Regions from separate parts of the Mus musculus genome. Here all the other regions are linked to region 5. A link is a contact called in public HiChIP or PLAC-seq and promoter capture Hi-C data. All regions are on one chromosome and are shown on one strand. The core of a region is the stretch at or near the end of the contact, and the rest is flanking DNA. Distances in the headings are between cores, read along the strand shown.

Region 1 (3,545 bases), core at 999-3,498, 1.5 Mb before region 5:
CTGGGGTTAGTTTTAGATTTTAAATTGACCCATATTTATTTTTAAACCAAGGGGGGGGGAGAAATTGTGTGAAATTTAAGATTTTTATAGTCAAGAAAAATGTGTCTATTATATGGATTATATGGATATGTAACATAAAAATAAATGTGAGAGAGGCTGGAAGATGGCACAGCAGTTAAAAGCACTGGCTGCTCTTCCAGTTTAACCCAGGCTCAATTCCCAGCACCCACATAGCAGCTCACCCCTGTCTGTAACTCTAGTTCCTGGGGATCTGATACCCCCACAGACATCCATGCAAGCAGAACACCATAAAGCAAACAGATCTTTAAAAGGAAAGAAATGTGAGAAACAGTAGGCCTTTCTAATTCCAATAGTTTAACAAATGTTTTACTTTGGTTATAGATTGGTATCTGGTTATTGGCAGAGTCAGACATCCAAACTATTACCTAAGGGTTGCCCTGGAGTACAGGCCAGTGAGCGAGACCCATCTCAGAACTAGGGCAGGCCCAGGAATGCCAACTGTCCTAGTAACTCATTGTTCTCCAGGTCCTCAGCAGTGCTACATACAGTTCCACGGACATTGCTGCTTCCTTCAGACATAGTGACAGGCTCTTAAAAACATGTCTAGCTCAGCCCAGGGATTGGGTGGGCAAAGAGAAAACAGCCCACAGTCTAGCACCAGGGACATCTGCAAGGATCTCCGGAGGGAGCCCAGAGAGGACCCATGACAGTGCCAACAAGAGAGGAAGAGAAACACACCTCAGTCGGGGACTGGAGGTGGCTCGGCAGTTAAGAGCTCTTGCTGCTTTTGCAGAAGACCTGAGTTCAGTTCCCAGCACCCACATCAGGTTAGCTCACAACTGCCTGCAACTCCAGCTCCAGGGAATCTAAAGCCTTCCTTCACACACATAACTTAAATTTTTTTTCTAAGAATCTCAACAATATCATAGTGTTTCTATCTAAATAAACAATGAAAACAGGATGACCAGCAATTCTTTTATTGTTATGTCTATGTGTACCTGTTTGTGTGTGCACACATATGTGCACATGGACATGTGACTAGCAATTCTTTTATTGTTGTGTCTATGTGTAGAGTGTGTACACACATGTGCATGCACATGTGGAGACCAGAGATCAACACTGGGTATCTTCTTCAACTGCTCTCTTATTTTATTAGGGTAGAGTCTCTCACTGAACCCAGAGCTTCCCGACTAGGTAAGATGGCTGACCAGTGAGCCTCTGCCAAAGGGTGATAAGCAAGCACTCCCCTGCCCTGCGCTGCCTTGCCCTGCCCTGCCCTGCCTTGCCCTGCCCTGCCCTGCCTTGCCCTGAGCAGAGCTGTGGGGATTCAGAGCTGGGTCTTGGGCTTAACCAAATAAGCACACTGGCCTAGTGCCGACACTTTACCCACTGACACATCCTCCAGCTTTCAACTGTTTATTTTGTGTGTGTTTTCATTGTGCGAGTTTGACAATTTTAAAAGAATTTTAAAATACCATTTAAGTGCTTGAACGATCAAGGGCACAGGAAATGAACTCACAGAAGGAATCCTGAGGCCTGCAGAGGGGAAGGACTTCTACTCTCAGGAACTATACAACCCCAAAGGAGCTTTGTAAATGTTTTCACTACTTGAGAAATCTTCTAAAATGACAGTGACTAATTCTTAATTATCTCTCACTTTATTTCCAATAGGAATTCGAAGACCCTGATAATTTGCAAAAACAACAACAAATGACAACAACAAATTGTAGAACAAACAGACTGGCTGAAATGAAGAGGGAGACCGCTGAGCAACAGCATGGTGGCTGAAACACGGACTCACCCCCAGCTCCGAAGTTGACCACGTACTGTGAGAAGAGGGCATCCAGCTCGTCGTACTGTACCAGGGCGTCCTCAAACTGCTGCAGCATCTCAAAGACAAACGCAAGCTCCTCCTGCCACCAAAAGACACCAGTCAGCTCCTAGAGCCACATCAGCAACGGAGGGCAGACGGTTCTGTGTAAGAGGCAGAACCAGTGATCACCAAGCCTCCACAACACCACGTCAGGACTCGCTCACATAGGAGGACGGAGAACAGAAAGGAGAAGGAAAAACAAGACCAGGCCTAGCTTTCGAGCAGCACTGGACACAGCTGGTCACAGGGGTGACTGTCCCAGTGGTACCTCAGGGCCAACCTCTTGCTTTCCCAGGCACACGGCTGCCTAGTCTCTTTAGCTAGAATGTTCACTCCTAATCTCCACATAGCTTACTCTTTGGCCTCCCCCAGGCTGTCTGTGCCCCATGTTCAGTGAGGCGTCTGCTGGAGGCCCTAGCTCTACTGACACTGGCTGTTGATACCTTCCTTCTCCACTCTGACCAGCGTACAGTAAGCTCATGAGAGTCATGTATGACATCAGCTAGCACTTATGTGTGCAACACAATGTGAAATAACAGAGATGCCTGTGGAAATTTTTTTTTTCTGATTTCTATCATTGTACAGGAAAGCAAATGCCAAGAGGACAAACATTTGTAAATCCACACCCATGCAGACAAACGTGTGTGTAACGCTGCACACTCAGGTTCACTCCATGTGGCTACAGTCAGTGTTCCTACAGGCTGGAGCACCAGACATGTCTGCACACGCTGAAGGATCAGGAACACAGTCTCCAGCCTCATCATCTCTCCCAGTTGTAGCTAGGCTGAGCAGAAGTCTGGGTTCCTCATCTGGCTCTTTATGTGGATAATAAATTCCCTGGGCAGGGTTTCTGTAAGAGGACAAACTCATACTCCTGTCTGCAAACGCAGCACGCTCCTGGCACAGTAACTAGGAAGTGAGTTCAGGTGATGCCCATAACCCAGATAGACGCTACAGGGAGCAGCTGGCTTACCCTTCGAAGCCCAGGACCTCTCCAGCGTGTGTTCTGCTGCCTGAGAACACTGGCAGACAGTGTCTCACAGACACTGATAGATGCTCCTGACCTCCCCCGTCCCCTTTTAAATCAAGTGCTCTGCATGCTGAACACTGCAATAAATTAATCTTTTTCAACTGTAGTATTTGTTCTTCCTTTCAGGATAGGCTCTCACAATGCAGCCCAAGCTGGCTTCAGACTTACCATCTTTCCCCGCCACCAGTCTCTAACACGCGGATTACACGCCCAGGTCGTCTGTGTCAGTCTACACCCTCACATTTGCACAAGTAACACCCATAACCTTTCCATCCCTGAAGCTACAGATCTGGGCTACTACACAGCCTGACCATCCCCTCCATGGCCTTGGTAACCTCTCTTCACGGTCTGTCTGAGATTAGACTGCCAGGAGACTTGCCCAGGCAGCAGCACGCAACAGTGTAGGCTCCTGTAATGAGAACAACACCCTCAGCCATGCCACGCACGGCATGGCATTTGTTGGGTTCTTTCCTCATTCACTCCACATTGCTTTCTTACTTTTAATCTGAATTACTTTTAGACTTACAGAGATGTTGCCAAGAAAACAGTGATTTGTACTGAGCTCTTAGTCAGCTTCCTGCCACATTAACACCTCATAAAACTGTAGCACCATCCTCAAAT
Region 2 (3,639 bases), core at 178-2,677, 1.4 Mb before region 5:
TAGGCCAAGGCCACGGCCAGCAGGGCGACGCAGACCCCAGAGAAGAGGCAGGTTGAAGAGCTGGCCAACATGGCTATCCTCCGTCTGGTGAGCGTCTGAGAGGGGATGAGGAGGAGCCTGGCTCTGAGTACAGGTCTCTGGCAGATTAGGGAGCAGGCTCAAGGAGAGCAGATGTGACTGGGCCTGATTGCCCACATCAGGCAGGCACTGAGACTACTGGAAAAAGGGAGGTAGACTATCCCGAGAATTATGCTGGGCAGTGCCTTCCCAGACTACCTAGTGACAGAGGACACGCTGAAGCAGGTCACAGGGCAGCCTGTTGTCTGAGCACCACTGCAGATCTGCTGTGGGACATACACTAATCCAATAAGCAGCTTTTCTAGGAGCTATAATGACATGACGCAGGTCACTGGGCTCTGTCCATGGATGGCCCCAGGACTGGGACCAAAGAGAACCATAGGTTCCTTACCTAGTGGCCAGAGACTCTAGGTTCAAACAGGAGGCTGGCCAAGTCCCAGAGTCCCCAATTCCATGCCTAAGACACTGTCCTTTGGGTTCCTGAGTCTGATGCAGTGTAAGAAGAGTCATTCCACAGCCTGGGCACATTGTATGGAACCCTCAGAGGCTTAATGCCCCGTGCTCTGTGGTTCCAGAATCCAGAAGGAAGGAGTGTAAATGCTGCACTGAAAGATGCTGAGCTAGTGAGGCAAAGCAACCCTGGAGCCAGACCATCACACAAGGGCCCATCCCTCACACAGATGAGCCTCAGTAGCTCCACCCATGTGAGGATAGTGGACTCAGCTTGGCCAGGCTCTCACTAGTGTCTTTTCTTTTGGGGACCCAGAGCCCTGTTGTTAACAGGAAAGACATGATGATAAGAGCAATCAGCCACCTGGAAGTTTAATACTGGGTACATTCCCCTTACTTGCAGCCCTCATGATTTTATTTATAGAACTGGAGTTGATATCTGAAGAAAAAAAAAGAGTATTTAAAAATTCAGGATTCCTTCTCCTTGCTTCAGGAACTTCCTTCCCAAGAGCAGTGTTGAGGAACCCCTCCTTGGTGAGACAGGCTCACTGACATGAAGGAATGGTTCACTCAGTCGTGTCAGGAGCCTGACCACTGGGTAGGGGTGGGCAGGTGGAGCCGGGCTTTCCCATCTGGCAGCAGCAAGGGTGGCCCTCATGGGGAGGACCTCATGCCTTCTCCAGCCTGGCAAGTTTGAACAGCCTCAGGAGGGGTGCTCTTGCACCAGATCAAGGCAGATGAGACTGGCTGCATGTGCAACATTGTCCTCACGCTTCCTGCCTGAGTGTGGCATCACCCATGGAGCAGGGAAGCCCAGCTCTTGGGAAACCAGGACTGGTCTAAGACATTTACTAAAACTGATCTTCAAAGTAGTTTATAAGATTCCCAGAGTGCAACAGGGCTTCCCAGAACCAGCCATTCCCCAGTGGCAGGGTGCAGAAGGATACTCCCACGTCCACATTATTGTGGGATGGCCAAAGCAGGGCAAAGGTCAGCAACAAGGGGCCAGGCCTGCAACAAGAGCCATGACTAAGCTCGAAGAGAGCCCATACAGTGGCCCCCAGGGCATATTCTACTTTTCCAGCTGAAGCTGCACTCTTCTGTTCTGGCCAATGGGCCTCTTGACTCTCAAAAGATGAGAGTCACCTATAGATAGCTCCTCCTATAGAGGAAGGAGCACTCACTGTCCTTAGGTTTGGGGGAGGAACACTCTCATCTTAAAGCGGACACAGTGGTAGTGCAGACAGTATGTGAGCAGAGCATTTAACCCAAAAGAAGCTTGAAGATGACCATTGGAGGAGGCACTGGGGGTGTCACCCAGGCAACCCACGGACTGCTGAGGATCAGCCCATTTTCCTTGAGGTAGAAGTTAGATGCTGCTCATATCAAGACTTCAACAAGGTTTTGATGAAGCCCCTGATTCCACTGGAGGCATTTCTTGCAACATATTTCTACATCAGGTTCTGAGGAACCTGATGAAATGGAACCCCTTAAACATAGACCTGGCTGTCCTGGAACTAAGCATGTGGACCAGGCTGTCCTCCAACTCACAGAGCTCTGCCTGCCTCTGTGCTGGGATTAAAATGTGTGCACCACCACACCCAACAAGACTAAAGCTTTTTCAATTGGGCAGGACCAGCAGTGGGCAGGTTACAGCACTTGCCACCAAGCCTGACAACAGGAGTTCAAGTCCCCAAACCCGCAAGGTCAGAGCCATCCTCTGACCTCCACATTTGCACCATGGCTACGAAAACTAAATACATGTTATAAATAAACAAATAAATGAACGGAGTAGGCCAATCTCCTGTCCACAGTATCCTCTTTGCTGCCTGTACAGCCATGACTTGCTAAGCTGTTTTTGGTGGTATGTGCTGCTCTGGGAACTTGCAGGGATTCTAGGACACTGCCCCCCAGTCCTCTGTCTCAGTCTCCCTTACTATGTGGCTGGCCTGCCTTTGGATGGCCCTCACAGTGGGGAACTCCTATGTGTGGCCAAAGCTTGGCTGTGGTATTCTAGCATGTTCATCTATTCTGGTGGAGAGCCAGCACACGGCCTCTTCTACTCTCAGCTCCCTGACCTGTGTGTGCCCCATGGTGCAGCCAAAGTGACATGTTTAAACATGCATGGGTGTCGGCCCTCCCCACAGTCAGTGCCAGCACCCACCCAGCGGGTGCCGCCTCCACTGCAGGCCTGTGGTAGGGTGCTCCACATGTGGGCCCTCCAGCTCACCTCCTGAGGTTGTGCTTCTCTGTTACCCCGGGGACCATGGGGACCTGGCCCCGCCCTTCTCTCTATTCAGGGCTGGATTGTAAAGACACTGGGAAGGATGCTAAAAGAACAGCACCCAGCATAGGCTGAAGATGACAAAGGACACCATCCCTGCGCCCAAACCTTCTCTGTGGAGGAAATAGACCAAGACTCAACAGATCACATGGGAAAAGCAAAGGCAGAAAAAAGACTGCATCAAACTGAGAGACTTCTGTAGAGTGAAGGACACAGCAACAGCATGAGGAGGTGGCTGCAGACTCCGAGGGCCCTGTCAATCAAATGCTTGGTCAGCAGCTGTGATGGTTAATATTGACTGGTAGGATATGGAATCACCAAAAAGACAAGTCTCTAAGCTTGTCAGGGAGAGGCTATACAAGATAAGTTAGAGCTGGGAGGTGGATCAGTGAGCAAAGTGCTTGTTTTATGAGGCCCATGTGGTGGCTTGAGGCTGTAATCCCAGTGTCCCTTCTGGGAGATGGGAAGTGGGGACAGGAGACTCCCAGGTGTGTCAGTCAGCCTGAACCCTGGCCCAAACAAGGAGGAAGGAGAAAGCTGCCCCCTGGACAGCGAAGCACCTTCTCGCTCTCTCTCTCCTCCCCCTTCTCTCTCCTCTCTGTCTCTCTCTCTCTCTCTCTCTCTCTCTCTCTCTCTCTCACACACACACACACACACACACACACACACACAATCACACAGAGACAGACAGACACAGACACACAGACAGAGGCAGACACACAGAGACAGAAAGACAGATACACAGACAGTCAAACAGACATAGGTGGGAGGAGGAGTATTAAAAAAAGATTAGGTTAGCCTCTGGGCATGCCCTCTGGGGATTATAC
Region 3 (3,303 bases), core at 49-2,548, 1.5 Mb before region 5:
GGTCTACAGAGTGTGTTCCAGGACAGTCTCTCTACATAGAGAAACTTTGGGAAAACAAAACAAAACAAACAACCCCTCCCTGCCAAAAACAAAGCAACAAGATAAAGGGAACACAGTACCACACAGGGACTAGCCAGAGCAGAGCATGACCACCTCACACCCAAAGGCTACTGCTACCCCTGTAACGGTCACGGGGAGGTCAGAAACATTTGGCCCATGGCCATGTATTTCCAGAACAGCCGGATGACAGTTGCTTTGAGGGACAGACACTTGATCACATAATCAGGAAGGCTACAGTACAGGAGCTGCTCATGGGAACAGGGCTCTTGTAAGGTCCTTTCCCTACCCATACCTGCTTTCCCTCTCAGAAGGCTCCCCCTTGGTGTGGTCAATCACGTGCATCTGAGGGACATCGGGAGCAAAGATCTGGACCTCAGCCCCGCCTCGGCTCAGGTGCACCAGGATCCTATATGAAGAAAATCCACAAAGACATCACTTCCAAATGTGTCCTCCGGCCTCACAGCATGACGATTTTACAGATGGACTGGCACCAAGTGCTGGGGAATTCCTAGTTTATAGGACACCTAGTTGCTTTTACGAAGGCACGGCTCCTGCCGCTTACAGACTTCTGCAAGGTAAGGGTAGAACCAGAATAAGTAGGCAAGGCATCCTTTTACTGACTGATGAGCAGCGAGGGTTGTTGACTCCGCAGGTGTTGCATTTTGGGTATGTTCAAGACCCCAGCTTGCTGCCAGGCATTCTGCCTTCACCCAGGGTCCGGGTGGCATCTTTTGTGTCTTGGCTGTGCTAACTTTGGCTTTGGACTTATCACGATGTGAACCCACTGCGCTTGGTCACCCTCTGGCCATTTCTGCCTTTTAAACCAAGAGAGTGTTTACAAACTCTGAGGACTTACGCTGAGGCCTCATGGATCTCGGTTCCGTCATAGACTCCACAGCCCGACAGCACCTGCAGGAAGAGAGGCACTGACGAGGGCGAGGGCCCAACACGCAATTACCGAGGGAGGGGAGGCTGAACCCCACCAAGAGCCGACCTTGGGCGGACAGCTGGTCGACCCCAGGCTGCGGGGACCTAGCAAGGGAAGGCACTCGGCCTGGGAGTCTGGCTCTGCACTCACCAACGCCACCCTGGCCCCGGGCCGCGGTGCGGAGCTGTGAAGGGCTGCGCGCTGGGAGGGAGCCCGGTGGTATCTGGAGAGCGGTAGGAGCGCAGAAGCCAGCCTTGGCGCCACCAAAACCCTGACGGCAGCCATCACGAAGGGCAGCCAGCCACAGTGGTGTCAGGAGAACGTGCGCCGTGGGGCGGGGTCGCGCCTGGCCAATGGAGGAGCGCGTAACAACCCCTTTCTGGAGAGGGCCAGTGGGTGGGGCCGCGCCTGCGCAGTGACCGACGGCGTACGGGAAACCCAGCACCTTTTTCCCTGGAGGACTAGCGGGAGGGAGGGGCCACAGATCTCAGGACACGCCCCCCCTCACCTAAGAGACCGGTTGGCTGGACTTCTCCAGCTCAATGACCGACCGAGCTGGGACACGCCTCTTCTCGGTTTTGAGAGGGCAAGCAAGCAAGTATGCCAGGTTAGGACCTTCCTGCGATCGACCTTGTTGAGCGGCCCGGTCTGCCTAGTTAATGTTTGAAGGGCGCTCATCTTGGTGTAGGCCACCTTGACTACCTATTGCAATTCCAGTCTATGCAATGACTAAAAACTGATTTTAAATAACGGGGTCAGAGCAAGCCCCGCGCCCTCACGGTGCAATCGTAAATTGCTCCTGCCATTGTGTTCTGGGTACCTCTGCAGCTTCCTCACAGGCCACAGTTCTGCCAGTCACGATTCAGTGAAGAGCTGAGCTGAGCATCGTACCTTCCATTTCCTATTTTGAATCAATGTGATTGCTATAGTTGCATACAGTCCGGTGTCCATCGGGGTAATGACCAGATAACTCCCAGAGTTTCACTGCCTCTCCCTAGCCACAGTGAAGGCTGTCAAAGGTGACCTGGCTTCTCTCAACTCCTAGGGATAATTAGCTGCTGGGTGTTCCCATCTTAAGATGGGAACCCTTTCACATTTAGGAGACATTTAGGCCTGGGATGCACAGTATATGCAGAAGCCAGGGAGCATACAGAAGTGGGTTTGGTGGCCCAACACCATTACAGCGAGTCAGGGATTATTCAGTTTCAGGGGACAGTAGTTGGGGGGAGGGGTGGAGCAGTGTCAGGCAATTTGCATCTGGCTGTCCACAGGGGTGGAGTGGGCATGGTTACCACGGAGCAGACTTGTAAAATACTCCAAACTGAGCCCAGTTTCTGGTATGAGAATTAAACTGGATGAGATGTATGAGATGTATGGTGATGGCTGAAGCATGGTTCAGCACTACTTGCCTGCCCTTCCCTGGGCCCTCAGTTCCACATTCATACCACACACAGACAAAACCAGTAAAGCTTCATAAAACTGTATTTGTACTGCAGATGGGGATCCCAAGATGGCACCAAAACAAGCGGGTCCTTGTCTGGGCGGCCAGGGGCCTGGCTGTCCCTGGGCACATAAGAAGCAGTTTCCTTTTCTACCCCAAGCTACACAGAGAAATGCTCTGCAGAACAGGAAACCTGGCGACACCAGGCTAAGCTCTGGCTTCTCCCCATAACGGTGTTCAAGCCTGAGCGGGTTCCAGGTGACCAAGACAGTATAGTATCAGTGTATCCTGAGTATGACAAGGGTGCGACAGCTAATGGCTCTCAGTGCACCAGGTGCCACACAGATCCATTCCTGTGGCCTGGACAGAGGCCAGTGAATAGTTATCAGCATGAGTTGGCACCTGTGGGTCTCTTCACTGGCGAGTGACATGCTGGGCCTGGTCAACCCCATGAACAGGAAGTATCGGTAAAGCACCACTCAGGCATGTCCCTTCTCCCACATAACCTGTACATACTGGCAAAGATCAGTCCAAGCTTCCCTGGCCAGCCTTGGGCTGTCACAGCCACCCGCTGGGGTCAGCCCAGCACACACCATTTCTTCACTACTTACAGATATCAGGGCCACAGGCCCGAGCAGTCACCGATCTCCCTGCTTACTTGAAGACAATGTCTCACCCAGGACACATTAGAAACACCGGAAACTCAAAGTTGAGAAGCAAAGTCCTCACATTTACAAAAAAGCTCTTCCCAACCCGAAATTCATCCTTAGAGCATCGTATTAAAAATATAAATAACTCTGACAGAAAGTTTGCAAGTCCACACTTCTAAACCTTCCCTAGGAAGTCTGTGCAGGGCCATCCACAACGCAAGCAT
Region 4 (3,594 bases), core at 943-3,442, 1.4 Mb after region 5:
CTTTCAGCCTTTACCGCCTGATCTGGGTCCTAAAGGCATGGGCCACCACACCTGCTGACTTGGGCTGAGACAGGTCTTTCTTGACCAGTGCTGCCCTTGTCTGCTCTCATGAAGACATGGCCTTTGAGCCCATGAAGTTCTTGCTTCTATTCCTCAATTCTCTGGGATGTGAGGGTCCTTCCTAGTTACAAGCTCAGATAAACCGTGACCATTGCACCCTGCCCACTGTGGGCAGAAGTCAAATCCCGAAACACAGGACATGCCCAGCGCAGAGGGGAATAACTCCACAGGTGTGCACTGCTGTAAAAGTTCCTGCAGTTGCACCTCGCAGACAGTGCGTTTATTATGTCCCATTGCGGGTCAATAAAGATTACATGGAGCTGAAGTGGAATAAGGGCATGTTCCCGGGGACTGCTGGAAAACAAGGCAGAGCTCGAGACCCCAGACATATCTGAAGTGCAAGCATCCAGTGAGCAGGGCAGGATACTCCTGACAAATGAACGGACAACTGGGATCGGCAAGAGGGTCAGCGGGCAGAGGAGCTTGCACCCAAGCCTGAGGCCCTGAGTTCAATCCTTTCTACAGAGTAGAAAGAGAGGGAAGGCCCCTGCCTAGATCTGCTCCATGTGCAGCTGGTGGACAAGGATTTTCGATTGGGAAACCGCTGTGGTGACATTTATGGTGTTTTGAGGCCCGGACTTCTGTCTGCAATGATGCATGAAGGCAGATGTAAACCAGGTCTCTCCCCAGCTTCTCCTTAGCAGCTGGCCTGGGAACAATCCACAGACTTATAAAACAGTAACTGAGCGGGGCAGGCTCCACTGGGCAGAACACTCACCTGGGTTCCACTACCAGCCGCAGAAAGTGGTCCCTTGTTGGGCTACACCCCAGTCCTTGGTTGTTTTCTGAGACAGAAAATGAGACTCTTTTCTGTCTCAGAAAACAACCAAGGACTGCTCTTCCAGAGGTGTTGAGTTTAATTCCCAGCAACCACATGGTGGCTCGCAACCATCTGTAATGAGATCAGATGACCTCTTCTAGTGTGTGTTTGAAGACAGCTACAGTGTACTCATACATAAATAAGTAAATAAACCTTAAAAAAATAAAATGGTTTGTTCTCACAAAATTGTAACAAAAAAATACATTCTCAAAGTCATTGAACTGAATAAAGGCTGTAGCCAGGTGAAAGCCTGCTTGCCTCCCTGGTGGGTTTCATCTTTACCATCTGAGAGGTAAAAAAACGCGGAGAACTTCCTTGTGAGATGCTGTCACTCAGAACAAACTTCATGGCCACCGTGGGCTGCAGAGCAAGACCCTGCAAGTCTGATTTCCATGTGCCTGCTCAAGAGCCCAGAGCAGGGGTTTTACTATGTATCTGTACACTCTGAATTCCAAGAGTGTGACCCTGGACAAAGAACCAGCCCTGAGTGGTATGTCTACACAATGGAATGCTATTTGGCCAGGAAAAGGACGAGAGCCCTGCCATCCAAACCATTGTGGATGGACCTTGAGGGCAAAGGAAAAACAAGCCAGACATAAGTGACCCTAACCACAAGAAGTGTTCGGATTCACACACTGAAATGGTGACCGTCAGGGATGGGGACCAAGGGAATTTATGTATTACCCATACCCGAGCTTCAATGAAGGGCCGTGAGAAAGGTCTGTAGGGCTATGGGATTGTTGCAGAACAGTAAAACACTAGGGGTTGGGACTGGAGGATTGCAGGGAGTGGAGGTGAAGCCTGGACAACACAGTAACTTCGAGAACAGTGTGGGTGGGGTACTGAGGCTCTGTCTCAAAATAAAAACAAAAACAAACAAGCAACAAAACAAACAGCAGGAAGTAGGGCTCAGTGGGTAGCGCTCTCGCCTATAGGACACGGGGCCGCAGCAAAGCAGGAAGCAGGTAAGGTAGCTCAGGCCTACGGTCCCAGCGGCCAAATCTAGGAAAATATATGAAACTAAACAAGTCTGAGTCGACTGATGCTGGCAGGTCTGTCTCCTCGCGGTCCTGCCGTGTGTAACCCCACCCGCGTTTGAGACGCACACGCAGCCGACCCCGGGAAGCTGATCGTACAGACAGACGACTGCACCGCCGCAAACATTAAACACAGCGTCCGCCTCTGCCCTTCTACAGTAGGCCGGGGAGCCACCTCGCGCATGCGCCTCGGTTGAGGGCGGGACCTCGCAGAAAAAGATCTCGCGAGAGCTCGGCCTGCGAGCTTGTGGCCGCCCCCTGTTCCCCGACCTCCCGGCTGCGCTGCAGCGTCAGCTTCACTCGGCCTCGGCGTCGGTCTGCTCGCCCCGGCGCTCCGGGCTCGTCCGCCTTCCACCTTCTGCCCGGCCTAGGCCGCAGCCCCGGGCCCGCGTCGCGCCGCCCCCTATGGGCCCCGGCTGAGGCGTCGCCGCTGGCCGTGGAGCCCCGATGCTGGCCCGGAGGAAGCCGGTGTTACCGGCACTCACTATCAACCCTACCATCGCCGAGGGCCCGTCCCCCACCAGCGAGGGCGCCTCTGAGTGAGTAGGCGGGGCGTGTGAGGACAGGGGCGGGCCTCGGCGTGAAGGGGGCGTGACCACAAGTGGGGGTGTGGTCTGAAGGGATAGCAGCGCCCGGGAGGACAGGGGCTGGTCCTGAGAATGGTGTGGATGGAGGTGAGAGGGGCGTGGAGTTCGAGGGCTGGAACAAAGCCTGGTTGGGGGTCCGGGCATGGAGGGGGTTGTGGGGGGGGGGGTGGAGGCAGGGCCAGTTGGGTGAGTCACGTGGTGTGTCAGCTTGGCCCGGGGAAAGGGGCGTGGTCTAAGGTGAGTGGCCTGTGAGCTTAGAGGGCCGTGGCCTTTGAGGACTAGAACAAAAGCCTGGTTGGGGTCGGGGCCAGAGCAGTGAGGCTGGTGGTCTTATCAGGTTGGCCAGATGGGAGAGGGGCGTGGCCCAAGGGGAGAGCCCTGAGTCCTGTGAGCGTAGAGGGGCGGGGCCTCGGCCGGAACTTGGCTTTAGAAAAGTTGGTCTGGAGAGTAGCAGTGCCTGAGGCAGGGTAGGGATGGGGACAAGGTGCAGGGATCTGAGAGAATGGCTTTGGGAAAATCTCTGCTGTTGAAGGGGAAACAGGGGGCAAAGGGGGCGGCGTGGGTACAAGAGGGGGGCAGGTCCTGCAGGTGTTGGGACCAAGAAAGGGGAGCTAGAGAGAGGTATGACTTGGAGTAAGGAGAGGGGCCTGAAGAGAGGCAGGGCAATTGGAGACCCAAGAAAGAAGACGTCCTGAAGGTGGCCAGGAGAATCAGGGGAGCAGTGAGGCTTTCCGGGTGTGTGTGTGTGAGGTGTGGTATGGTTAGAGGAACAGAGGCCGTGCGGGGTAGCCTAGCCTAGCGCTTAAGACTGGGTACCAGGTGAGTGGAGCAGTTGAAGGCATGACTTGTCTGAGGAGGCAAGGCTGGCCTTGCAGGGGCAGAGGGAAGGAACCTGTTGGAAGAAGCAAGGGGAGGTGCAGGGGAGAGCCTGGCTTGGGGAGTACATGGTGACCTAGTGGAAAGTGGACAGTGCCCTTGGAGATGGGTGTGGGGGTAACAGACTCACTATGATGGGGTGGGATGAGCGATG
Region 5 (3,320 bases), core at 388-2,887:
GCTTATCATGAACCATTCCCTGCAGCTTGGGGTGGGAGCAGCCAGAATGTTCTGACTGGATGTCCCCTTGCTGTGAGGAGACCTGGATTATCCTCATCAGATGACCAAGGTCTGTGACTGGGGACTTGGATCATGACATCCATGTCCTAACATGTCAAGGTAGATGACCCCAGTCACCAGAAGCCAGGCCAACACCCTTCCCAGATGCTCAATACCCAGCATTCACGATATCTTTGAAGCCCAGGTGCAGGCTCGCCTGGGAGTAGGGAGAAGTATGTTCCACCTGAAGGGAGGGGCACCCTGTCCGTTTATACATCAAGGGCTTCCTAAGTGCAGGCTGTGGGAGTGGTCATCTCAGACACACAGGAAAACCTGAGCTACTTGCTATGTGCTGACAACTAGGTGACAGTGTAAGATGGGCAGTGTGACATGCACAACAGGGGCAGATACTTCTGGAAGTCCTTGGAAAAGAGCGTGACCAGAAAGACTTCTAGCCCAAGAGTCTAGGGCTCCCAGGGGGAGGACAGCCAAGGTAGTGCCACACATGAAGTGGCATTGGACCCTGGGCTCTTCCCTGGTCATATCAACCAGCCCCACCTTTGACACCGTTTCCCTGTCCCCAAACAGGTCTACCTGCTATCCCCGACATGACAGGATGTCGGAGCACCTGTGGTGGGAGCTGCCCTTTCCCAGCCCCAAGTGTTGATGCAGCTGTAGTCCTCCAGAACGCCCACAGTCAGGGTGAGTGGCCAGTACAGCCTAGGGACAGAACCACCCACCCCTAAAGGTCACGGGTACACCACACACACACCCTGCTGCAAAGCTTAAATATGCTGCCACCACCAATACTAATGACCAAATGTCCAAGAAAGGAGTTATGGGTGTCTGTGCTGAACAACCTCAAGGTCTTTGCGTGTCTGTTCCGGATCCTGTAAACTTTTGGGTTATGCCTCACCACTGCTTTCTGGTCGATTTAAGCAAGACTAGGGTGTGGTCAAAGGTCAGTCTGAAGGGGTTCAGACTCCACCTCCTGGAAGCCACGTCTGCAAACCCCAAGTCGTTGATTCCCTGCGCTTCTACCTGAGCCCATAGAGACCAAATGGGGCCATCTAACGCTTCATGCTGGGAAACAGGGGCGGATCCTGCTCCGCTCCCGCACAAGCCACGCCCAATTCCCCACCCACAACCACGCCCCCTGAACGTCACAAAAAAAGGCCCCCAAAGCCGCAGCTGCCACTCCGCAGCGCGCAGCCCGGCCCTGCCGGCCACCCCGCACACAGGCATCCGCGGAGCTCTTCCGGCCGGAGGCGACGGCGGCCTCCGGAGCTTCGGAAACGCAAGGCGCCTGCGCGGCAGGGCGGGGGACGACGACTACACTTCCCGGTGTGCCCCGCGGGCGGGCGCGCAGACACATTCCGGACCCGGTGGAGGCGTCGCACAGGCGCATTCTAGACCCGGCAGTGGCGCGCAGGTGCATTTCCGGCCCGGCAGCAGCGGCGCGCAGCCGCACTCTAGGCCCGGGTGTGGCACGCAAGCGCTTTCGGGGCCCGAAGGAGGCACGCAGGCGCATTCGGGGTCGGGAGCCGGTGCGCAGGCGCATTCGAGGCCCGGCGGCTGCGGCGCGCAGGCGCGTTAGGCGCGGGCCGGGCCGGGCCGAAGCGAGCGCCGGGCGGGCAGCGGCGCCAGAGCGAGTGGAGCCTTCGGGGTCCCCGGGTGGCGGCGGCGGCGGCGGTGCAGAGGAGGAAGGCGGCGGCTCTCCCCCTGCCGGCGCGCGACCCGGTCCGTCTCGCGAGCTCGCGCCGGTCCCGCGGCCCGGCCCGGCCCCGGGCCCCTCCGTCGCCGCCGCCGCCACCGCCATGGCCCGGCCGCTGGTGCCAAGCTCGCAGAAGGCGCTGCTGCTGGAACTGAAGGGGCTGCAGGAGGAGCCGGTGGAGGGCTTCCGGGTGACGCTGGTGGACGAGGGTGACCTGTACAACTGGGAGGTGGCCATCTTCGGGCCCCCCAACACCTACTATGAGGGCGGCTACTTCAAGGTGAGCAGAGCCTCAGTTTCCTCTTTGTGCCTGCCTCTCTCCCAGGCTCCTCGTGCAAAGCGGCTCCTCCCTTTTTTGTTGGGCACGTGCTGACCTTACCCCGGGGACTGGTCTCCCTAAGCTGTCCTCCAACAGGCTACAGGATCAGGGACTGCTAATGTATGCCGCATGCCCAGGCAACTCCCCACCACGAGACGCAGGGGCCTCTAGAGCCTGCTGCTGGTCAGCGTGTTCCCAGGTTGTCCTACACTGGACTAAACTTGTACCTGGGAAAGGATCTTTCCCTGTTGTCCCCACCCTTCCATAATGCTTCTGGTAAAGGGTCTCTCCGGGGACAGTTGTTTTCCTTCTTGTCCCGTCCCCCTCTCAACCCCCCCCCTCCGGTTAGTTCCCCCTACCCCAAGACACAGAAGCCTCTGGAGCCCCCTGCTGGCAAGCATTTTCCCAGGTTGTTCCTCACCCTACCAGCATGTGGTAAAACCTGGAAAGGTTCTTAGGTTGTCCCAAGACATAAAGGACCACGGGCAGCTGCTAGCTGGTATCCCAAGGCCCTGCCCCCTACGCTGGAACACAGAACCAGGGCAGCCGCTGGCCGATGTGTCCCCAGAGAAGGGACGTGTAGCCTGGACAGCCACCTGCTCCAGTTCCAGTAGAGGCCCTGATAGGGCCTTGGCAGCCTTGCCTGCTTGGACAACAGCCACCTTTAGCCCTAGCCAGGCTTTATGTAATGCATTCCAAGGGGGCAGTGGGGGGTCCACCCTGAATCTTGGAGCCACACCCTGGGTTCCTTCTTTGGGCCCTGGACCCTAGAGCTCTGTGTTTGCCCCACCCTGACAGCCTTTCTCAGGTTCCACTGAACAGGTGGCTTCTTAGGGGCCTGATTTTTCCTTCTAGATAGTGTCGTCTGCCCTCTGGTGGCTTCACGCTCAATGCACCAGATGTTCTTGTGGTTGGGAGCAGGGAACACTGGGAAGCCTCCAACACTGGAAATGTGTGGCCAGCTATAGGTACCCCCATCAGCACAGTTAGATCATCCTGCTTACTGGGGGCTAGAATAACTAGCAGAATCACAGAATCTCATGCTAGGGCCAAAAGGGACAAGATGAGGACCGGGTGGATGCACAAATCCCAGCCAATCTAGGGTCCCTAGTGTAGGGCCATGGTAGATATTTGTTTGTGTGTCTTCTTCCTTGCCTCCCACCTGGATGTGGTCTGAATTAAGAAATATCTGGATGCTCTTAGCACCTTGTCTCCTGTATTTGCTGGGAGGGGCAGTGGGAACTGCCA
Region 6 (3,362 bases), core at 717-3,216, 1.4 Mb before region 5:
GAGTTCGTTAGCTTCTCCTTTAAAACATAACAAGATAAAGAAGGAATAAGGTGGAACCAGGATAAGTGCTTGCCAAAGCTGCAGCCCCAGAAACATAAAAATGCCACTGAGTGTATACTAAGTCAGATTTCCTGAGTGTCAAAAAAAAAAAAGCCTTTTATTTTAAAGAGATTGCTTTTACATTTCTCTAAAACGACTTTGTTTTCTGAAATTCCAGTGAAGAGCTGTGCCCTCCAACTTGGGGACACCATCAGCACACTTTCTTATGATGCTACCCCAAAGCCATGGGAATCCCCCACCAACACCCAAACTCCAACAGGCCTACAGGAAGGCACCCTGCAGCTGTCCTGCACACAGGAAGGTAAGACATTAAATAGCACACATTTCCAAGTACTAGCTACCAGAGTAATTAACCCTTTCTCCTTAGCCACAGCCGATGCCGCTGAGCTTGCAACTTTACCTTCAGCAGGATGCTGATAAAATGTCTATGGCAATGAAGATGCCAATGTTCAAAGCTAAGGGTCGGGAGATGCAGTCAAGTAAGTGGGTGTCCCTGTGGGTTCTAAGTACTCATCCAGAATTCCTACTGTGCACAGTACTGGGGGAAAGTTCTCAGGACCTGGAACACATTGAATCCAACCATGAACAGGGTGCAACTTCCCTGAGGGGATCAAGGAGCACCCGGGCAGGGCGGGGCAGCCTCCAGACCAGCTCTGCCACATCGGTCCACCTGCCTGCAGGTGAGGTTTGGCAAGCCTCTCAGTTGCCAAGCATTCTGGGAAGAAAAAAAAAAAAAAACAAAACACACACAACTAACTGCTGAACTATGCAAGTCTCCCAACTTTATGGGAGACACATCCATATCCCTGAGAAAGTTAATCTAGCAATAAAGAGATGTAAGTCTTTAAATATGAAATGTCTATGCGGTTACAGGAAGGAACTGGGAGGAGCCCATGTATCCAAGGGCCCAAAGGAGAAAACAGAGCAGGGTGTGCTGGAGACCTTGGGAACCCTGGGGCCTAGCACCAGGTTTTGCAAATATGCTTCCTGTTTAGAAAAAAGTAAATTCATAAGGTCAAGCACATACTGAACTGCCAACAGCCACGTATCACACCTGTCCTTTGAGAGACAGCACCGCAAAGCTGTCAAAATGTTAACCAACCCGTCCACACTTCCCATGAGTCCATAGTTTGCAAAACTACTCCGTTCTGAAATTATGCTTTAAAATGAGGGTTTTCTTTTTCTGTAGCAGAGAAACCAATCTTTGTGTGTGAGTGTGTGTGTGTGTGTGTGTGTGTGTGTGTGTGCATTCAGTGGGAGAAGGAACAAGTGCGGAAGGGGATGTCCGAGCGGGAACTCGCTGGTGGAGCAGCTCTGGAAAGTGCCTATAAGCACAGGATGATTGGACCAGACAGAGCTGGGTTCCTTCCTAAGCCTGGCCGGCCACCTGCCACTCCGGCTTGACAGTCACTAGAGGAAGAGCACCTGCGCTCTGCGGAGAGCTGGGCCTGCCCACCGGACTGCGGTCAGCGCGCAGGAGAGCCGACCCACGGGGAAGGCCGGCCCGATCCCTAGCAGCACTGACAGTACAGAACGAGCTGCTCCGGAGACCGCCCAGGTCAGGACCCAAAGCTTGGCGTCGGCTGCACAGCGGGTCGGAGGTCACCCGCGGAAAGGTCGGAGGTCGGCTGTGTCCGCGTAGATGGGAGCTGCCAAGCCCGGCCGCGCCCCCCGCCCGCCCGCCCCGCCGCACTTACAGGTGACGATGGGCTTGTTCTCCATGGTGTAGACCACCGGTGGCTGTGGCTCCTCAGGGGCGTCCATGGGCGTCCGGCGTCACCGGCCCGGCCCCCCGCCCGCCATGGGCACCCGAGGCAGCGCGGGGCCCGCTGAGCCCGCGCCTCCTCGCCGCCGGCCCCCGGCAGCTCCTAGCCGGCCGCCCGCCGCCGCCGGCCGCGTCCACTTCCGGCCCCGGCGCCGCCGCGTGACCACTTCCGGGGCGCGCGACTTAAAGGGGCGGGCCTCGCCGCCGAATGCCCTCCTACGAAAAAGGCCGCGTGCCGGGCCGCCCGGCGGTGCAGGGCGGGGCCGCTGTAGCTGTCAATAGCGGGAGCCGCCTCTGCCTCGGTTCTCAGGCAGCTGCAGAGGACAGAGGGCGGCGCACGTGCCTGAGCTCCTTGACCCCACCTTCTCAATGCCCAAGCTTGGTGACCCTTGCTTGGTCTCATCAGACCTGTCTAAACTGGATTCTCCTCGGCTTCGCACCTGCAGATGCTCCCTTACCCTCATCCTCGCTTCTACCCTGTGTGCCCCCACGTCACGTCTGGCGGAATTCCCGTTATCTCCGAGGGAGCTTCCTCCTTTCCGGCTTCTGCAGGATGCCTTGGGTCGGTTTTTACATCTGGGCGAGCTCAACTGTGCAGTGCCAAGCTGAGTCTCTGCTTGCCTGTTAACACGGACTTGCCAAGTGTGCTGACTCAAAGCGAGGCAAGATCGAAAGTGTTCCACCCACCCCGTACAACTCCATGTGCACCCGCTGGCACGCCAGCTTCCCACTGTCCTTTCTGGTTTTGTGAGGTTTTTGTTTGATTGGTTGATTAGGTGGTTTTACTCGTATGAACCACCACATAGGTCGTTTCCACCTGCGTCAGCCTTCAGCACTCTTTCCCTTGGCTCCCAGAATGCTCCCTATGTCCCACCTTCATCAGTACTGGTCACCTATAGCTGGTACTGCTTTGAAGCCGCTAGGTATTGTGAATGTCGCAAAATCAAATATTGCTTTGAACTGAACTCGGCGCAAGTAAAGCAGGTCTATGGGAGCTTTTGCAAATGGGATTCAGTGTGCAAATGGAATGTCTGAGCATGACTTGACTGTTGGGGAGCATGTTGGTTTGGGCTTTCAGGCAACTGATTAGGGCAGTTGAAGCAGGTGGAGACTGCCAGGCACAGGGGTTCTCAACCTGTGGGTCCCGAGCCTTTTGGCAAACCTCTAGCTCCAAAAAAAATATTTACATTATGACCCATAACAGTAGCAAAATTACAGTTTATGAAGTAGTAACAAACTATTTTTATTTATGTAATAATTTTATTTTTACTTCTTTAATATATTTATTTTGTTTATTTAATATTTTTCTCTAATATTTTTATTTTTATTTATTTAATTTTTAGTTTATTTATTTAATTTTTATTCATTATTTAATATTTTATTTTTATTTACTTAATATTTATTTTTTATTTAGGAGGGTCACAGCATTAGAAAGGTTCAGAACCACTGGCCTAGAGAGAGCACAGCAAAGCAAGAATAGGGGTCCAAAGCCTCCGTGGACGTGCCAAAGGTTTTTCACCCCATCCAGCTAAGCGTT
Region 7 (3,560 bases), core at 752-3,251, 1.3 Mb before region 5:
GCAAGACTGTCCAAAGAAGAACCGCTATTGCAACCGCCTGAAACAAAGCATCGTGAGGTTAATACGCTCAAATTAACCCTGCAGTCACTATGAGGTCGTTCTAGGAGTGACCCATTGTCCAGTTACTCACTTTACAAATCAGGGGAAAATCATTTATATGGTCCCAGTGCTCTTCGGTTAATGGATGAGGACAAACCCCCATGGAGTCCGAGTCCCTAAGTAAATGTTTGACAGAACTCAGCCCAGCCCTAGAGCAGCAGAAACTTCTTAATGAGAAGACTAAGCAGCTACGGGGCTCATGTCAGACGAGTCAGCAAGATGCCGCTGGCCTAATGTGGCCGGTCACACCCAGAGACAAGCTGTTCAAACCTCGCCACCCACAGAATGAGATGGGAAACATCACAGAGGTATGCAAAGGCCAAAATGTGGTTCAGAGTCTGTCAGCGTTTGAGAGAAGGGAAAGTAGTGTGGGGTACACACAAGGAATGCAGGGAAAGCAGCCATTGCTCTGGCAAGAGAGAGAGTAGGGGATGCCAAGGGTCCAGCACTGGATCTGAAAAAGCAGTGACACTGCAAAGCCGTCGGAGAAGGGAACACACACAGTTGGTACCAGCTCCATCCTCTGAGAGGCTGGACCAGTTAACCAGCACCAACTTGTTAGGAGTGAGCTTGGATTAACGATGCCATTCTAACTCCTGAAACAACAATAAACTTCCATCTTTGCTCATCCCATACTATACAAAGATCTTACTATGCCCTACCTGCCTCCAAGTGGGCCAGAGACAGATGTATACAGATTTTTACTACCCTGACTGGGCTGGAGGAAATCAGAGTCCCTTTGCTCTTCATTTAAATTCTGGCTGTGGAGATTTGTGACATAATCCAGGACAAGTGGCTAGCCTTGCTCCTCAGACCCCAGTGTGTTTCAGAGTCTGTTAGCACAGAGTCGCAGCTATATGCCCCAGAAAAGAAGTAAACAACTCCTCTACTGCAGTAGATGCTCCTTTTGTAACTTCTGAAGTAGATCAGTTACTTTCTGTTCAGTTTCCCCAGTCCCCTAGAACACACAGGCACTGTCCTTCCCAGGTGCTGGGCCTGTTATCTGGGAGCAGCTTAGGGTGAGACAGAGACCTCCCTTCATTTCCAGCATCCCTCCCATCTTCCTTCCCTAGGAGACACTGTATTTAACCCACTTCCCACCAATTCCACAGGCAACTTCTAAGACCTAGACCTTCTGCCCTGCTGCTGTACAGATAAGAGCAGGTGGGGGCCACACACAAGGCCTCCAGTAGGTCCAGACTGAGTTAGGTCAGACATCCAGCTGACATCCACCTGCTGAACATAGCCATGCTGAGGAGCACATGCCACCAAGACCAAAGAGAGGCTGGCAAAGCCATTGCATGTAACTGCCTTTGGAAACAACGTAATTACAAAGCACAGAGTGTGATACTAGGAATCAATCTTATAGGCTAAATCCTAAAGTTGGAAGGAGTCCTGCTTACCTAATAAGGGGAAGGGACAGTAAGGGAGTGATCAAAGTGCACAGAGACCCCTTTGAAAGGGGCACAGTCCATTTCCCAATGTCATCGAAGCAGAAAGAGCTGCTTCCACTCAGTTCCAACAGCCACCAACCCAGCACCCCCAACCGGCACCCTGTGTCCAATCCCAGAATCCAAGATCTTGGCTCTGGACGAGTCATTCCAATCTGTCTCAAATCCAAGTAGCCTTCTCGTTTCCCAGGAAGAAGAACCCAGTCTCTTAAGTATTCTCTTAGAGAAGACTTTCCACACTGCTTTAAAAAGTTAGGTTTGAAAGGCCATTTCTAAAATCATTTCCCTGTGCCCCTAAACTTCTCTCGAAGTTAAAAAGGAAACCTGAATATATTTTCCACCCAGCTTAAGTGTTCACAATCCTCCTGTCGTAGGTACCTGGGGTCAACTGCTCCGGGGCTCCAGGCCCACCGTGGACAGGTGTTTTCCTCCAGAGGCTCTGGTTACTGAATGACCCCAGCGCCTGAGTGAAACGTGGAAATTCACAGTCGGCCTTTGGTCTCAAACGCCAAAGTCAAGAAAAAAAAAAAACAACAACAACCGAGCCCTCGCACCTTCCTCCAGGGCGTCCCACCTGCAGCCCTCCCTCCGCGTTGAGCAAGCAAAAAAGTGAAACTAGCCCACAGGGCCCCGAAATCAGGCATGGGGGGCTCCCCCAGAGCGAGGAGCCGGGAGCCGAGCAAGGTTCCCCCCGGAGAGGGGCCCCAAGGCCGCCCAGGCCCTCTCGTCGGGCCCCGCATCCCCATCTCTACCCGATCGCCCGCATCCCCAGGCCGCCGCGCACCCCGCACAGCACCGGCGGGCCGGGCAGGCCGCACAGGGGCCGGGCGGGACCCGGAGCCTCCAGGCGCCGCGCTCTCCAGGCCGCGCGCCCCGCGGAGCGCAGCCGGCCACTGCGGCGGGGCCCGGCGACCGCGGGCGGGGGACGACCTCCGGCGGCTCGGCCGGGCTCGGCGCGGCTCACCTGCACTCCACCTGCTGGTCGCGGTTCTCGCGTCGGGCGCGCGCGGCCTGGGCCCGGCCCGGCCCTGCGTCGGGGCCTCAGCGAGTGCGGCGCCCGCCGCCCCGGGCCCCCATCGCCGCCCTCCGCCTCGGCGCCGCCGCCACTTCCTGTGCGCGGCGATCCCACAGTTCCGCCGGCGCGGGACGCCAGGCGCGGGGACGCGGGGACACGCGCGGACCGACGCGCGGGGGAGGAGTCGCGGCCCGCGGCGCAGCGGCGACCGCCTCGGCCAACGGACAGCAAGCGGGGGAGGGGACGCGAGGCGCGCCCCGCGGGAGCAGCCTCCACCCTCCCTGGCCAGCGGGATGTTCCTAGACCCAGTCCGACTCCCTTTCAGCTGCCTGCGGTCCTCCGGAGTCCCACTGGGGTGTTCCTGGGCCCAGCTTGAATCCCCTCTTTTAGCCCACTGAAGTCCTTCTGGGGTACTGCGGTGTTCCTGGGCCCAGCCTGGATCCCCTTGTCCCCCTGAAGTTCTTCGGGGTGTTCCTGGGCCGTACTTGGACCCCCGATGGTTCCCTGGAGTCCTCCTGGGTTGCCTCCCCCAAGAACTGGAATATTCCTAGGCCCAGCCTGGATTTGCCTCCGTTCAGCCTCCTGAAATCATTCTGAGCCTCAGCCTAGACCCCTTCCCAGTCCCGGAGGTCCCCTTGAGACCCAGGATGTTTTGATGGCTCAGGTTAGACTCCCCTTCCTTCTGAGTCCTCCTGGGGACGCCTGGAAATTTGGGGGTTCCCCGCCAATTAATTAGACCCCATTTCCCTTATCCTCCTGGACCCCACTCCCAACACACACCCCATCCTGCCCCCAAGTAAGGATCCCATCCTGGAATCCTGTAGGATTGTCCCCAGTGCCTGGTAAGGCACCAGGATCGCTTTTCACTCCCACGTGCTGTACCCTTTGATTTATTTATAGTTGGCAACTGACTAGCAACATTGTATCCACAACCAATCCAGGAGGAAACCTCAATTAACCTAGTCCAGGGTCTTCCTAGGGTCAGCCTTGGGTCA

What was found. Promoter capture Hi-C pulls out the DNA fragments that hold promoters and counts their contacts. HiChIP or PLAC-seq counts read pairs in DNA pulled down with a chosen protein or histone mark.
Region 1: an H3K4me3 HiChIP or PLAC-seq map of fetal liver shows a contact between it and region 5, with 4 times the contacts expected there. The contact joins the enhancer-like site here to the promoter of Cdc34 in region 5. A contact is called at or near these places in 4 of 39 promoter capture datasets (embryonic stem cells, hematopoietic stem and progenitor cells, hippocampal neurons and 1 more) and 2 of 115 datasets of contacts at active chromatin or transcription factors (fetal liver and large pre-B cells).
Region 2: a contact with region 5 is called in a promoter capture Hi-C map of liver, with 2.9 times the contacts expected there. The contact joins the enhancer-like site here to the promoter of Cdc34 in region 5. A contact is called at or near these places in 3 of 39 promoter capture datasets (hippocampal neurons, liver and pre-B cells), 3 of 115 datasets of contacts at active chromatin or transcription factors (acute myeloid leukemia, large pre-B cells and stem cell-derived neural progenitor cells) and 2 of 9 other capture datasets (embryonic stem cells and pancreatic islet).
Region 3: a contact with region 5 is called in an H3K4me3 HiChIP or PLAC-seq map of stem cell-derived neural progenitor cells, with 7 times the contacts expected there. The contact joins the promoter of Gatd3a here to the promoter of Cdc34 in region 5. A contact is called at or near these places in 2 of 39 promoter capture datasets (cranial neural crest and hippocampal neurons), 3 of 484 Hi-C or Micro-C datasets (CD4 T cells and embryonic stem cells), 2 of 115 datasets of contacts at active chromatin or transcription factors (embryonic stem cells and stem cell-derived neural progenitor cells) and 1 of 9 other capture datasets (embryonic stem cells).
Region 4: a contact with region 5 is called in a promoter capture Hi-C map of erythroid cells, with 5 times the contacts expected there. The contact joins the promoter of Map2k2 here to the promoter of Cdc34 in region 5. A contact is called at or near these places in 2 of 39 promoter capture datasets (erythroid cells and pre-B cells).
Region 6: a contact with region 5 is called in a promoter capture Hi-C map of liver, with 5 times the contacts expected there. The contact joins the promoter of Trappc10 here to the promoter of Cdc34 in region 5. A contact is called at or near these places in 6 of 39 promoter capture datasets (the HPC-7 cell line, hippocampal neurons, liver and 2 more), 3 of 115 datasets of contacts at active chromatin or transcription factors (embryonic stem cells and stem cell-derived neural progenitor cells) and 1 of 9 other capture datasets (liver).
Region 7: a contact with region 5 is called in an H3K4me3 HiChIP or PLAC-seq map of stem cell-derived neural progenitor cells, with 3 times the contacts expected there. The contact joins the promoter of Agpat3 here to the promoter of Cdc34 in region 5. A contact is called at or near these places in 6 of 39 promoter capture datasets (cranial neural crest, hippocampal neurons, liver and 2 more) and 5 of 115 datasets of contacts at active chromatin or transcription factors (embryonic forebrain, embryonic hindbrain, embryonic stem cells and 1 more).

What each region holds. Positions count from the first base shown.
Region 1 is chr10:78,215,328-78,218,872 of GRCm38.p6, forward strand. Trappc10 (trafficking protein particle complex 10) reads right to left here. Exons shown (of 23, transcript NM_001081055.2): 6 at 1,823-1,934. Among named protein-coding and RNA genes, the nearest start is that of Trappc10, 28 kb to the right of the region's middle. Within about 2 kb of position 2,249, at least 29 of the 459 cell types and tissues checked have an H3K27ac peak or open chromatin away from gene starts, as enhancers often do. A contact at or near this core is called in fetal liver, where this site is marked.
Region 2 is chr10:78,307,289-78,310,927 of GRCm38.p6, forward strand. The region is part of intron 2 of Agpat3 (1-acylglycerol-3-phosphate O-acyltransferase 3); the gene reads right to left. Among named protein-coding and RNA genes, the nearest start is that of Mir7659, 31 kb to the right of the region's middle. Within about 2 kb of position 1,428, at least 26 of the 459 cell types and tissues checked have an H3K27ac peak or open chromatin away from gene starts, as enhancers often do. A contact at or near this core is called in liver, where this site is marked.
Region 3 is chr10:78,168,457-78,171,759 of GRCm38.p6, forward strand. It overlaps Gatd3a (glutamine amidotransferase like class 1 domain containing 3A), which reads right to left and starts at 1,299. Exons shown (of 7, transcript NM_138601.3): 1 at 1,139-1,299; 2 at 917-969; 3 at 353-466. The coding sequence starts at 1,273. Pwp2 (PWP2 periodic tryptophan protein homolog (yeast)) reads right to left here. Exons shown (of 21, transcript NM_029546.2): 21 at 2,454-3,303.
Region 4 is chr10:81,103,723-81,107,316 of GRCm38.p6, forward strand. It overlaps Map2k2 (mitogen-activated protein kinase kinase 2), which reads left to right and starts at 2,193. Exons shown (of 11, transcript NM_001347144.1): 1 at 2,193-2,516. The coding sequence starts at 2,425. It overlaps Mir5615-1 (microRNA 5615-1), which reads right to left and starts at 951; the gene lies at 892-951. Mir5615-2 (microRNA 5615-2) reads left to right here and starts at 894; the gene lies at 894-953.
Region 5 is chr10:79,680,558-79,683,877 of GRCm38.p6, forward strand. It overlaps Cdc34 (cell division cycle 34), which reads left to right and starts at 1,638. Exons shown (of 5, transcript NM_177613.2): 1 at 1,638-2,033. The coding sequence starts at 1,857.
Region 6 is chr10:78,242,679-78,246,040 of GRCm38.p6, forward strand. It overlaps Trappc10 (trafficking protein particle complex 10), which reads right to left and starts at 1,967. Exons shown (of 23, transcript NM_001081055.2): 1 at 1,758-1,967. The coding sequence starts at 1,824.
Region 7 is chr10:78,349,699-78,353,258 of GRCm38.p6, forward strand. Agpat3 (1-acylglycerol-3-phosphate O-acyltransferase 3) reads right to left here and starts at 2,002. Exons shown (of 10, transcript NM_053014.3): 1 at 1,929-2,002. Gm40709 (a long non-coding RNA gene) reads left to right here and starts at 2,785. Exons shown (of 3, transcript XR_871856.3): 1 at 2,785-3,229; 2 at 3,466-3,560.